2 separate regions of the Mus musculus genome follow, and region 2 is linked to region 1. Evidence: chromatin contacts called from public Hi-C data. All regions are on one chromosome and are shown on one strand. The core of a region is the stretch at or near the end of the contact, and the rest is flanking DNA. Distances in the headings are between cores, read along the strand shown. Region 1 overlaps 4921504E06Rik (RIKEN cDNA 4921504E06 gene). Region 2 has its middle 9.1 kb from the start of Gm13348.

Region 1 (5,137 bases), core at 973-3,472:
ACCTCCATAGCCACTATTCATATTTGTTATGTTGAATCATGAAATTCCCATTCTGGGAGTCAAAAATCAAATAACTTTCACACAATAAATAGTGTAAATAATCTTAATTATTTTGATACATCTAAAGCAAAGCAAGAAAGAAATTGCACAGGAAATGTATCTTTAAGTAAATAAAATCTTGGCATACAGTATCTTCAAATGAATGCTCTCTGGTATGATACGCCAGATACTGACATTGTGAAGGAAGATGAGGTAGGCGTAAGCAGAGAGGGAGACCATAAATAAATCACAAAATATAAGTGTGCAGAGATAAACATATATAGTAGGATTTATGGGACTATCACAAATGAACAGCTATTTCTGCTGCTAACTTTGTGAAGACATCCCTGAGTAGGTAATACCTGTGCTGGGTATAAAATTAAGGGACTTAGTGAACAAATCCTTTCATGATGTCTCCCTCTGAAGGTTGCACCTGTCCTCCTTTGTCCAATGTCTTATTTGAAATAGTTACAGAAATAGCTCAGACTTGGTGGGCAAGAAATCTAATGGGAGTCTGGGCAGACAGTTATGCAAGCATATATTAGAATATTTTTTTGTTGGCAAGCAAAAGAAATCTAACTTATTTGTATTAGTCCCTTCCTCAAGCCAGTCTAGAACCACACCCAACCCAAGACATAATGTTAAGGAGAGGCCAACCCAGAAGGAGGAGTGCTGGTTAGGCAAAAATAGTTGAGCAAAATTGTTCCCCACATCTAATAGCATGTGAAGAAGATGGGACATGATCAGAGATCCATGTCTGTTTTATGTGTGCACTTATTTATGCCTATGCAAAAACCAGAGAAGGATGTGAAGAGTTCTACTTTCATCATCTTCTGCTTAATCACTCGGGAAAACTAAAATTTGACATTTTTTTTCAGCTCTGTTGGCTGACCAGCAGGCCCTAGAAATCTGTCTGTGCCCACATGGTGGAGTCAGAGATACATACACTGGGCCAGGCTTTTACATGGGTGCTACAGATCTGACCTCAGGTCCTCGTGCTTGCTCAGCTCTTAAAAGAGTTGTCTCCAGCTCTCAGATCACCTTTTTATTATGCATTAGTACATTTACATACACTTATAGTTTGTCCTTCATACTTTACAAATCTTCCATGTTTGAGGGTCTGGCAAGTATTGGCTCTCACAAGAACTAGATGGTACATGCTTTTGAACTTTATAATTTTTAACTATGAATTTCTGCTCTTCTGAGAGTCCTTTGAACCCTGGGATTGAGGGAGGTTTCTTCAGAGAATGTTTGCATTTGCTTCTGTGAGACTCTGGTTCTGTGCTGAATGAATGGAATCCTCGGCTGGAGTGTGTTTTAGACGACACAGGTGTGTGAGCGTCAGGAGAAAGTGACTCAGAAGGCATTTGTTTTTGTTTTTGATTTTTCTTTCCTTGCCATTTTTATTCTTACAGCCAGTTTCCATGCAGGTACTGGAAGTGTGGGGTGGGTAAAGAGTTCAAGGTGGGTATTTTCTACAGTGAAAGGCCACCCATGCCCCTGAGTTGTCCCACCTTTAATAGGACACTCTTACAAAGACTCCTTGTCTTTTCTCTATGGTCGGTAGGGAGCTGGAACCCGATGCCATAGAATTCTCCTCCAGGACCTGAAAGATAGTGTAATGGGGATAATGTACATGTCTGAGAACCTAAGTGGAGATCCCAGCACTTCTGTAAGAAGTTCAGAGTAGCTGTGAGCCCTTCTGTAGTTGAAAGTAGAGAAAGGAAGACTGCTGAGGCTCCTGGGTCACCAGGTTCAATAAGAGACTCTCTCAAACTGAGAAAGCAGAGAGTGACAGAGTAGAACCCAGAATACTCTTCTTTGGCATCTGCATGGGACCTGTGTGCACTCTCTCCCAACCCCTGACATAAACACTGGTGTGCACCACTCCTACCCCACACCAATATGCACCCACCTACACATACCAATGTGCAATACACACACACACACACACACACACACACACACACACACACACACACCAGTGTGCACCCACACACATACACACTAGCATGCACTTAAAAACACACATCAACACACCTCCCCCACACACACATAATAGTGTGCATCCCCTCACAAACACCAGTGTGCACTTTCACTCACACACACCAGTATGCACCACCACACACACCAATGTGCAACCCACACTTACACCAGCGAGCACTTAAGCACACACATCAGTGCACCTCCCCACACACCCATAACTGTGCGTCCTCCCACAAACACTACTGTGCACCCACATACATACACACCATTTTACACACACACCAATGTGCAATACATACCAGTGTGCACCCACCCCCCCAACCCCCCCCACACACACACAAGAATTCTCTGGAATTTTTGTTTATAGTAAGAGTAATTCAAACATTTATGGTTTATTAGAACAGGTATTAATTATCATTCATGTCTTCTTCTAATATACATCAAATGTTCAAAAATACGACAGAATAATGACCATTGCTTTTCATAAGTACAATTTCTATTTCTGGGAGTGGAAAAAGGAAGTAGCTAAATTCTGCCTGTTACCAACTTTTCATAAACATGTGCTAGTTCACCATATTTAACTAAACCACATTAGTTGTGGTTAGGTGCTTTATCAGATGAAAACATTTCTTTATATTAGGTTAAGATAAAGTCATTATTTGAATCTTCTCTTGGGCTTGTTAGCTTTGATTTGACTCATGACCTCACAAGCCTTGTTATTCCTGGCCACCTACTTTGCTCAGGCTTAGTCATATGGAAACAGGTGAGCCTTGACATTTTAACCACCTACAAGAGTAACCAGCTCTTTGCTGCCCCCTAGAGACCAGTTAAGGGTGTCGTTACTTCTCCCAGCTCATGGTTCTAAACTTAACTTTTAATTTGTGTGAGATATTATGTTGTTTTATTGGCAAAAAGAAAACTTTAAACATTCATATCATACTTATATTTTTCTTTCAGGAAGGTATTATTTTGCTGTAGTTCTGGTAAAAAAATGAAACCACTCTCAGTTTTTCACATGGGAATTTAATACAAGAACTTAGGTATTTAGACAACTTGTAGAACAGAGGGATAAGGGAATGCCATCGCCAGCTTTCAAACTAATAAGCATCATATTAGAATGCCATTTACTGGATATTTTCCTTTTGCCATGACTTGTGATATGTCCTTCATTGATAACTTAGACTCCCTTCAAGTCTAGATATTTTGTGGCCCTATATGAAAACTATATTTAAACAACAAAAACTAGTCTGGTGTGGTAGCACAGCCTTTGATCTCAGACTTGAGAGGCAGAGGTTTGCAATCTCTATGAATTTGAATCCAGACAGGTATACACAGCTAGTTCTAGGCCAGACAGGTCTTCTCAAACTAACAAATGAAACAGTCTATTTACCCTTTGGAATTATAGTGCTTTTTAAACTAATACTGTATGTGTGCATGTGCCTTTGAGTGTGTGTGTGTGTGTGTGTGTGTGTGTGTGTGTGTGTGCTGGGATGCAATCCAAGACCTTACAGCTAGGCAAGTGATCTAGCAAGTTTGTTTTATTTTTTTCTTCTTTATGATTTTTATAGCTTTTTCATCCTTTCTAATAAAATAAAATAATTTGGGAGTGGTCATTCCATCATCAACAAACTTCCTGTTTTTCACTTTTATTGAAGTTTCATGGTTCAGAAATGTATTCATGAATTGTGGAGGTTTAACCATTATAGTTTACATATAAAAATTCAATCTTGAGTTATTGATTCTGTTCTGTCTTCTATATTTCAAAAAGGTTTTATTATTTTATTTATAGAAGTTGTAGATACTTTATACAGCCAAGTTTTTTCCCTGAGTGTTATAGTTTATTTCTTTAGAAGATGTGATCTCTTCTGTCAAATTTTTCAACTTACTATTCATGTATATTGAAAGCATAGGTATATTGTATTGAAATCACTTAGCAACTCTATTGAAATGCAGTTTGCATAGCATAAAATGTACCCATTGAAAGTGTACAAGTTGAGGTTGCTGTGAAGCCAGCACAATTTACTTTAGAACATTTCCCTACATCTTTAATCTATTAGCTCTACTTCTAGGTGTTTCCTTGTCTTGTCAAGGGGAAGGGAATTCCTCCATTTCCCAAGGAGGCTCAGTGGGGCTGAGCTCCCTGCTTTCTGATAGATTTGCTTTGTGTTTCTTTTGCCTTCTTATTCTATAGGGTCACTAATCCCAGGTCTGCCATTGTCTATGCAGTGTTTCATACATGTAGGACTGTCTGAGCCCCTGGCACGAGATAGAAGCCCAGTACCCCTCCCTGCTTCTGTCATTCCAAAACTTCATTCTTTTGTTTGTTTGTTTGTTTGTTTGTTTGTTTTTTGTTTTTTGAACAGGGTTTCTCTGTGTATCCTTGGCTGTCCTGGAACTCACTTTGTAGACCAGGCTGGCCTCGAACTCAGCAATCTGCCTGTCTCTGCCTCCCAAGTGCTGGGATTAAAGGTGTGTGCCACCACGCCTGGCCAAAACTTCATTCTTTAACACTATCAAGCGGTTTGCCGTCGTCTGCCCTCCTCTGCACACCTCAGGTTATTCGTCACCTCCCTGGGAGCCTCCCACATTGAGCCTCTTCTCTATTTCTGACACATTCGGGTCTATAGTTTTCTTACTGAACTTGTATGTTTTGTCTGTTATTGAAAGTGGAACATTTGGCCGAGGGTGTAGTTCAGGAGTGGATGCTTGCCTAGGATGTGTGAAGTCCTAGGTTCAATGCCAAGGACTGACAAAAAAAAATTAATGGGCTACCAAAACCCCACACACTTTTCATATTGCTATTTCTGTCTTAAATTGGTAATATCTATTTTATATTTTTCAATGCTGAGTGTTTATAAGTTTACAACTGTTACATTCTTTATAAAAATTGATTCTTTTATTATTATGTAGTGACCTCTCTCTCTCGTGAGAACAACTGAATCCAAGTTTGTTTTATCTGAAATTAGTGTATTTGTCCTCATTCTCTTTGGTCTACAAATTGCGGGGAAATCTTGTGTTACCTTTAAACCTTTGACTCCTGAGTATCCTTAAAGCAAGCTTGGATCTTGTTTCTCTGTGATTCGGTTACTGACTTACCTTTGGTGAAATATTT
Region 2 (5,634 bases), core at 2,323-4,822, 98 kb before region 1:
CTGCTTTCTCTTGAAATCAATCAGTGCTTTCATTTTGAAGCAGTTCATGTTGTATGTAATAATACTGAAACCAAAACAGAAACATAAATTTATACCTCACCACTGTGTGTTAATAAATTAATGCCTCTTTTATCTTAAGCTAACATGCATGTCTTCACTTTGTGACCTCTAAAATGGGGGAAAGAAGGCATATTCAAAGAAATTATTATACGTATTATGTTATTATCATTCATATCTATGGCTGTCCTAGAACTCACTGTTTAGTCAGCCTGGCATTGAACTCACGGAGATCCACCTGCCTTTGTCTCTGGAATGCTGGGATTAAAGGCCTGGGCCATCACTCCTGGCTCATTCATTCTTAGTAGCAGGTTAAAGACATGTAGACATTTATAAATTTGATATCTTTCTCCACAAAGAACATCTTCAACAAATGTGCTTGAAATACAAGACTGCTAAAAGGATGGGTTACAATGTTATAAAAGGATGATCTGTGGTTAATTTAACCTTTGTTTAAACAACCACAATATAGTAACTATAATTAGCATTTGCATATTTTAGAGAGTAAATTCTTTTTGAAAAATTGTGTATTGTGCAAGTGTGTTGTGTGTGGGCGAATGAGTGTGTGTGTGTGTGTGGTGGGAATTGCATATCATGTGCATGCCTGGTGCCTGAGGAGGACCAAAGAGGTTATAGGATCTCTTAGAAGTGAAGTTACAGGCAGTTGTGAGTTGACAAATAGATGTTAGGAATGAAACCTGGGTTTTTAAAGAATAGCCTGTGCTCTTAACATCTGAGCCATCTCTCCAGCTCCCTTTTGGACTTAAAAAAATGTAGCTAACCTTCCATCCATCCTGTCTTTCAAAGGTGGACAAATACTCACACATGTACTCACAACTAAAAGGAGCAAGTCTCAGCATCTTTAAAATATAGACCTATAAGTAGCCAAGTAATTCTATCATGCTTAATTTAGAATACTCCTTGAGTGAACTTTTATACCCCAGATTTACCTCTCATACTTCTAATCTCCAGTGGTCAAAACAGAAGAAAACTATTTGGCACTTCTTTGTAATTTTTAAGGCTTATTTTTAATTATGTATATATGTGGGGGTGGCTGGTCCGTGTACTCATGAGCACAGGTGCCCACAGAGATCAGAGCTGGAGTTACAGGCAGTTGAGAGCTACCTAGTGTGAATTCTGGGACCCTAATTCAAGTCCTCTGCAAGAACAAGACACATCCCTTATCACTGAGACGTCCTCCAGCCCCTTATCAATTAGTGAGCTACCCCCACCCCTCATTAATCACTAGGCCATTCCCAGCCCCTATTTGGCAGTTTTCAAAGGGAGAAATTCAGAGTAATCAAGTGATCAAAAGAGTGAATTGACCAAGTGGGAAGAAAGCACAGAGTGGGAGACAATTTTGTCAATCCGAGCAATTGCTAAGAAACTTGTCCAGAAAGGTGTGGAGAACCCTCTCAAGCCACCAAGAAGACAACCCAGGCTTGAAAAGTGGCTAAAGAATTTGATATACTTTTCTAGAAGGGAAACATGGCCTTCGGGAGTAATCAGGGAGAAAGAGCCTTCACTTTTCTTCAGGAAAGCACAATCAAAACCACAATGACATCCAGCATTTAGCCACTGAACATCTGTCACCAAACCAAACCAAATGAAAAACAAAACAGAAACAGAAAGATAGAAGCAAGATACCTTAGTTCCTATCGTTGCTATGGGAAGGAGTAGTTGGTGGCTATCAGAGGGACAGCTAAGGAGTACGGGTTTCTTCTGTGATTATGAGGATCAGTGAACATTGTGTTGACCGCTCTTAATAAAGACCACTGTGGAAGTAAGTATACTTCCATGTATCGTGTTTAAATTATATCTCAGTAAAATTACAAAGGCAGCAACAATTGCTGATTAGCATGTAAAAATCTTAGAAACTAGACCTGTTAGGGTAATGCAGCTCCCGTAGAAGAGAACTAGGCAGCTGTTTAAAGTGACAAATGTGGAGTCACGTGACTGAGAAAAATCTCCTAGGTATAAACACAGAAGATATGAAAGAATATTTGTACACAAAAATTCAGACACCAGTGTATATGCAGGCATTGTTTGTAGCAACTCAAAATTCATCAACCACTGAACAGATATGTAGTAGAATATGAGCATGCCTCACAATGGGACATGAGTCAATGTGCTATGTAGATGAATCCCAGAAAACTGCTAAATGACTGAAGTCACAGATAACATTTGCAGGATCCTACTTACCCTATGCTCAGAACAGGCAAATAGAGAAATGTAAATTTAGTGGTTAAGTGCCTAAGTCTGGAGGGAGAATGTGGAAGTGGGGAGAGATTACTAACGGATAGGTTTCTCAATGGTAAACATGTTCTAAACTAAGATTGTGGCAGTAGTTCTGTGACTGTAAATACATTAGAAAATGCTGACTGTGCCACTTGAACTGGGGAACTTGGTGGTATGGGAGCTACACCCCTAAAGGCTGTTTCATAGAGAGTCTGTGGTATAGGATCAGCCTATAGTTTGGTAACTGATGACAGTCACTTTCCCCAAGTCTCAGTTACTGTTTCACGATTCCTTTCTCCTCCTAGTGTGTCTGTCTTCTCTACCAGCTTCTGTCTTCATGACTCATTGTTTTCCTCTCCCTCTTCCGCAAATGTCTTTTATTCTTGCCTCCTTTCTCAAAGTGTGTCCCATTCCTTTAACTGGTTAAAGCTCTTAAATCAAATTAACATTCGTTGCATATAGCTGTATATTGCATATAGTGAATAAGCATGACCCTTCCTCATTTCCTCATTAAAAAAAAAAAAAGCCAAAAAGACAGATACTTAAATTTACACGCTGCAGCTTCGTGGTGATGGTGCATGCCTTTAATCCCAGGATTTGGCAGGCAGAGGCAGGAGGATCTCTTTATAAGAGGCCAGCCTGTTCTACAGATTGAGTTCAAGAACAGCCAGGGACACACAGAGAAACCCTATCTCAAAAAAAAAAAAAAACAAATAAAAAACTTTTTTTTTTTTTTTTTGCCTGTTGCTTCATCTGGGGCTTAGGGTTTATGACTCCAGCATTAGAATCCAACTGAGGCAGCTTTCAGCATGATTAGGCTCTGGGTCAATCCTTTTGGTATAGTCATGTTTTTCTTATATTAGCATTTCCTAAGGTGCCCTAGCCTCCTCACTGTGATGAACTGTAAAGTAAGGATTTACCACACATTAAAATCCACCCTCCAAAAATTATATCTTCTCTCTCTCTCTCTCTCTCTCTTTCTCTCTCTCCCTCACTCCCTCCCTCCTCATCTGAATGCCATTTCTCCCCCCATTTTAAGCTTCTCACTCCTCCAGACCTAAAGTTAGAAAACAAAACTCAAAAGAGTGAGTAGAAACAGCAACTTCTCTTTTCCTGTGTGGCTCGGGTTTTTAACTGTTTTTAAATTCCCACTTCTCTATTTGCAGAGAGAGAGAGAGAGAGGTTGTACTCTGTCTCGAGCTGTTCCAGTGAGGTCAGAGACTAACATGCCACATGTGTCATTGACTCGGTCGGACCTTCCCTTTGGGAAGAGCTGGGGACATCACCGCTGACTCAGTGTAAACGAGGAGCCAACTCATATTGCTAAAACTGTGGTCTGTTCATCCCAGGCTTTGGGACATTGAATTCTCTCTGCTTGGCAACTGCAAGCATTTATTGATTACTTGTGACCATGAGAATGAAGACAAAAGTTGATGGTCTTCCTATTTCAATACAGTCTATCTGACATTATCTGATACCAAGGGGAAAAATGAACTCAGGAAACAAAAATTTTTTGCCCATATTAAAACAATTTGTAACAAATCCTCTAAGGAAAAAGGTACTCACTATTGGCTTTCTTTTTATTCAATAATAAACCAAAATAAACTGGCTTAATTGAATGAACAAGTATGCTTTTTAAGCATGCAGAAAAAGCCCATATTTTCTTAAGCTACCACTTAGCAAGCTGGCTGGCTGCTATCACCTCATAACAAATATTGTTTTGTTTGGTTTTGCTTATCTTTTGGATTTTTTGTTTGTTTAGATATTTATTTTCTTTATTTACATTTTACATGTTATCCCCTTTCCTAGTATCCCCTCTGAAATCCTCCTACCCCCTCCCCCTCTCCCTATTTACCAATGCACCCACTCTTGCTTCCTGGTCCTGGCATTTCCCTATACTGGGGCATAGAATCTTCACAGGACCAAGGGCCTTTTCTCACATTGATGACCAATTAGGCCATTCTCTGCTACATGTGCAGCTAGAGCCATGAGTCTCACCATGTGTTTTCTTTGGTTGGTGGTTTAGTCCCAGGGAGCTCTAGAGATACTGGTTAGTTCATATTGTTGTTCCTCTTAGGGAACTGCAAAACCTTCAGCTCCTTGGGTACTTTCTCTAGCTCCTTCACTGGGGATCCTGTGCTCTGTCCAATGGATGGCTGTGAGCATCCACTTCTTTATTTGCCAGGCACTGGAAGAGCCTCTCAGGAGAAAGCTATATCAGGCTCCTGTCAGAAAGCTCTTGTTGGCATCCACAATAGTGTCTGGTTTTGGTGGTTGTTTATGGGATGGATCCCCAAGTGGTGCAGTCTCTGGATGGTCATTCATTCAGTCTGTGTTCCAAACTTTGTCTCTGTAACTCCTTTCATCGGTATTTTGTTCCCCCTTCTAAGAAGGATCGAAGTATCCACACTTTGGTCTTCTCCTTGAGTTTCATGTGTTTTGCAAATTGTATCTTGGGTATTCCATGATATGATAGTATACATTGTAAGACCCCCTTTCGGGGACCCCCACTCTAGTCTCAGGAGAGAAAGCACACCCAAAGAAACACAAGAATCCTTCTTGCTGCAAACACATGAGGTAGTTTAATGGCGGAGCTCCTGGTCGAAATGTATCTCATGCAGGAGACAGTAGAATAGACCCTGAGGCTCGAAAGCTAGGGGTTTTTATGGGGTAAAGGGCTTAGGGATGGGGAACTCAGCAGCGACACACTATTGGCTTATTCAAACATCAGCAAAAGAATACGTGCAGGTCAGGGTGTCAGGGTTCTGTGAGTTGTGGACTCAGTTCAGATAGCCCTGTTATGTCCTCACATTCCTCTTTATCTTTATGGTCAAGCTATTCCCAGGAATGTTTTAACTACAGGGCATGCCCGGGTTTGTTTTTCTTTATTCTCAGTCCCAGGCAGCCTCTAGGCTCACAAACAACTAGCAATTTCTGAGTACTTTGTATGACTTATAGGTCTTGAAGTTTCATCTTTCTTTCAACATAAGTGACCCCAAAATTCTACCAGAGAAATCTTAAACCTGATAAACAACTTCAGTGAAGTAGCTGGATATAAAATTAACTCAAACAAATCAGTGGCCTTTCTCTACACAAAGGTTAAACAGGCTGAGAAATAAATTAGAAAAACAACACCTTTCACAATAGTCACAAATAATGTAAAATACCTTGGTGTGATTCTAATCAAGAAGTGAAAGATCAGTGTGATAAGAACTTCAAGTCTCTGAAGAAAGAAATCAAAGACCATCTCAAAAGATAGAAAGCTCTCCCATGCTCATTGATTGGCAGTATTAATATAGTAAAAATGTCTATCTTGCCAAAAGCAAACTACAGATTCAA

Evidence for each region. Hi-C and Micro-C count contacts between places; a contact is called where the count stands out from the background.
Region 2: a contact with region 1 is called in a Hi-C map of B cells, with 1.8 times the contacts expected there. The contact joins two enhancer-like sites. A contact is called at or near these places in 3 of 39 promoter capture datasets (the C10 cell line, liver and stem cell-derived epiblast-like cells), 5 of 484 Hi-C or Micro-C datasets (B cells, Th1 cells, centrocytes and 2 more) and 2 of 115 datasets of contacts at active chromatin or transcription factors (CD8 T cells and large pre-B cells).

What each region holds. Positions count from the first base shown.
Region 1 is chr2:19,526,671-19,531,807 of GRCm38.p6, reverse strand. All of the region lies in intron 4 of 4921504E06Rik (RIKEN cDNA 4921504E06 gene), which reads left to right. Among named protein-coding and RNA genes, the nearest start is that of 4921504E06Rik, 25 kb to the left of the region's middle. Within about 2 kb of position 2,222, at least 5 of the 459 cell types and tissues checked have an H3K27ac peak or open chromatin away from gene starts, as enhancers often do. A contact at or near this core is called in B cells and centrocytes, where this site is marked.
Region 2 is chr2:19,625,104-19,630,737 of GRCm38.p6, reverse strand. No RefSeq gene overlaps it. Among named protein-coding and RNA genes, the nearest start is that of Gm13348, 9.1 kb to the left of the region's middle. Within about 2 kb of position 3,572, at least 77 of the 459 cell types and tissues checked have an H3K27ac peak or open chromatin away from gene starts, as enhancers often do. A contact at or near this core is called in B cells and centrocytes, where this site is marked.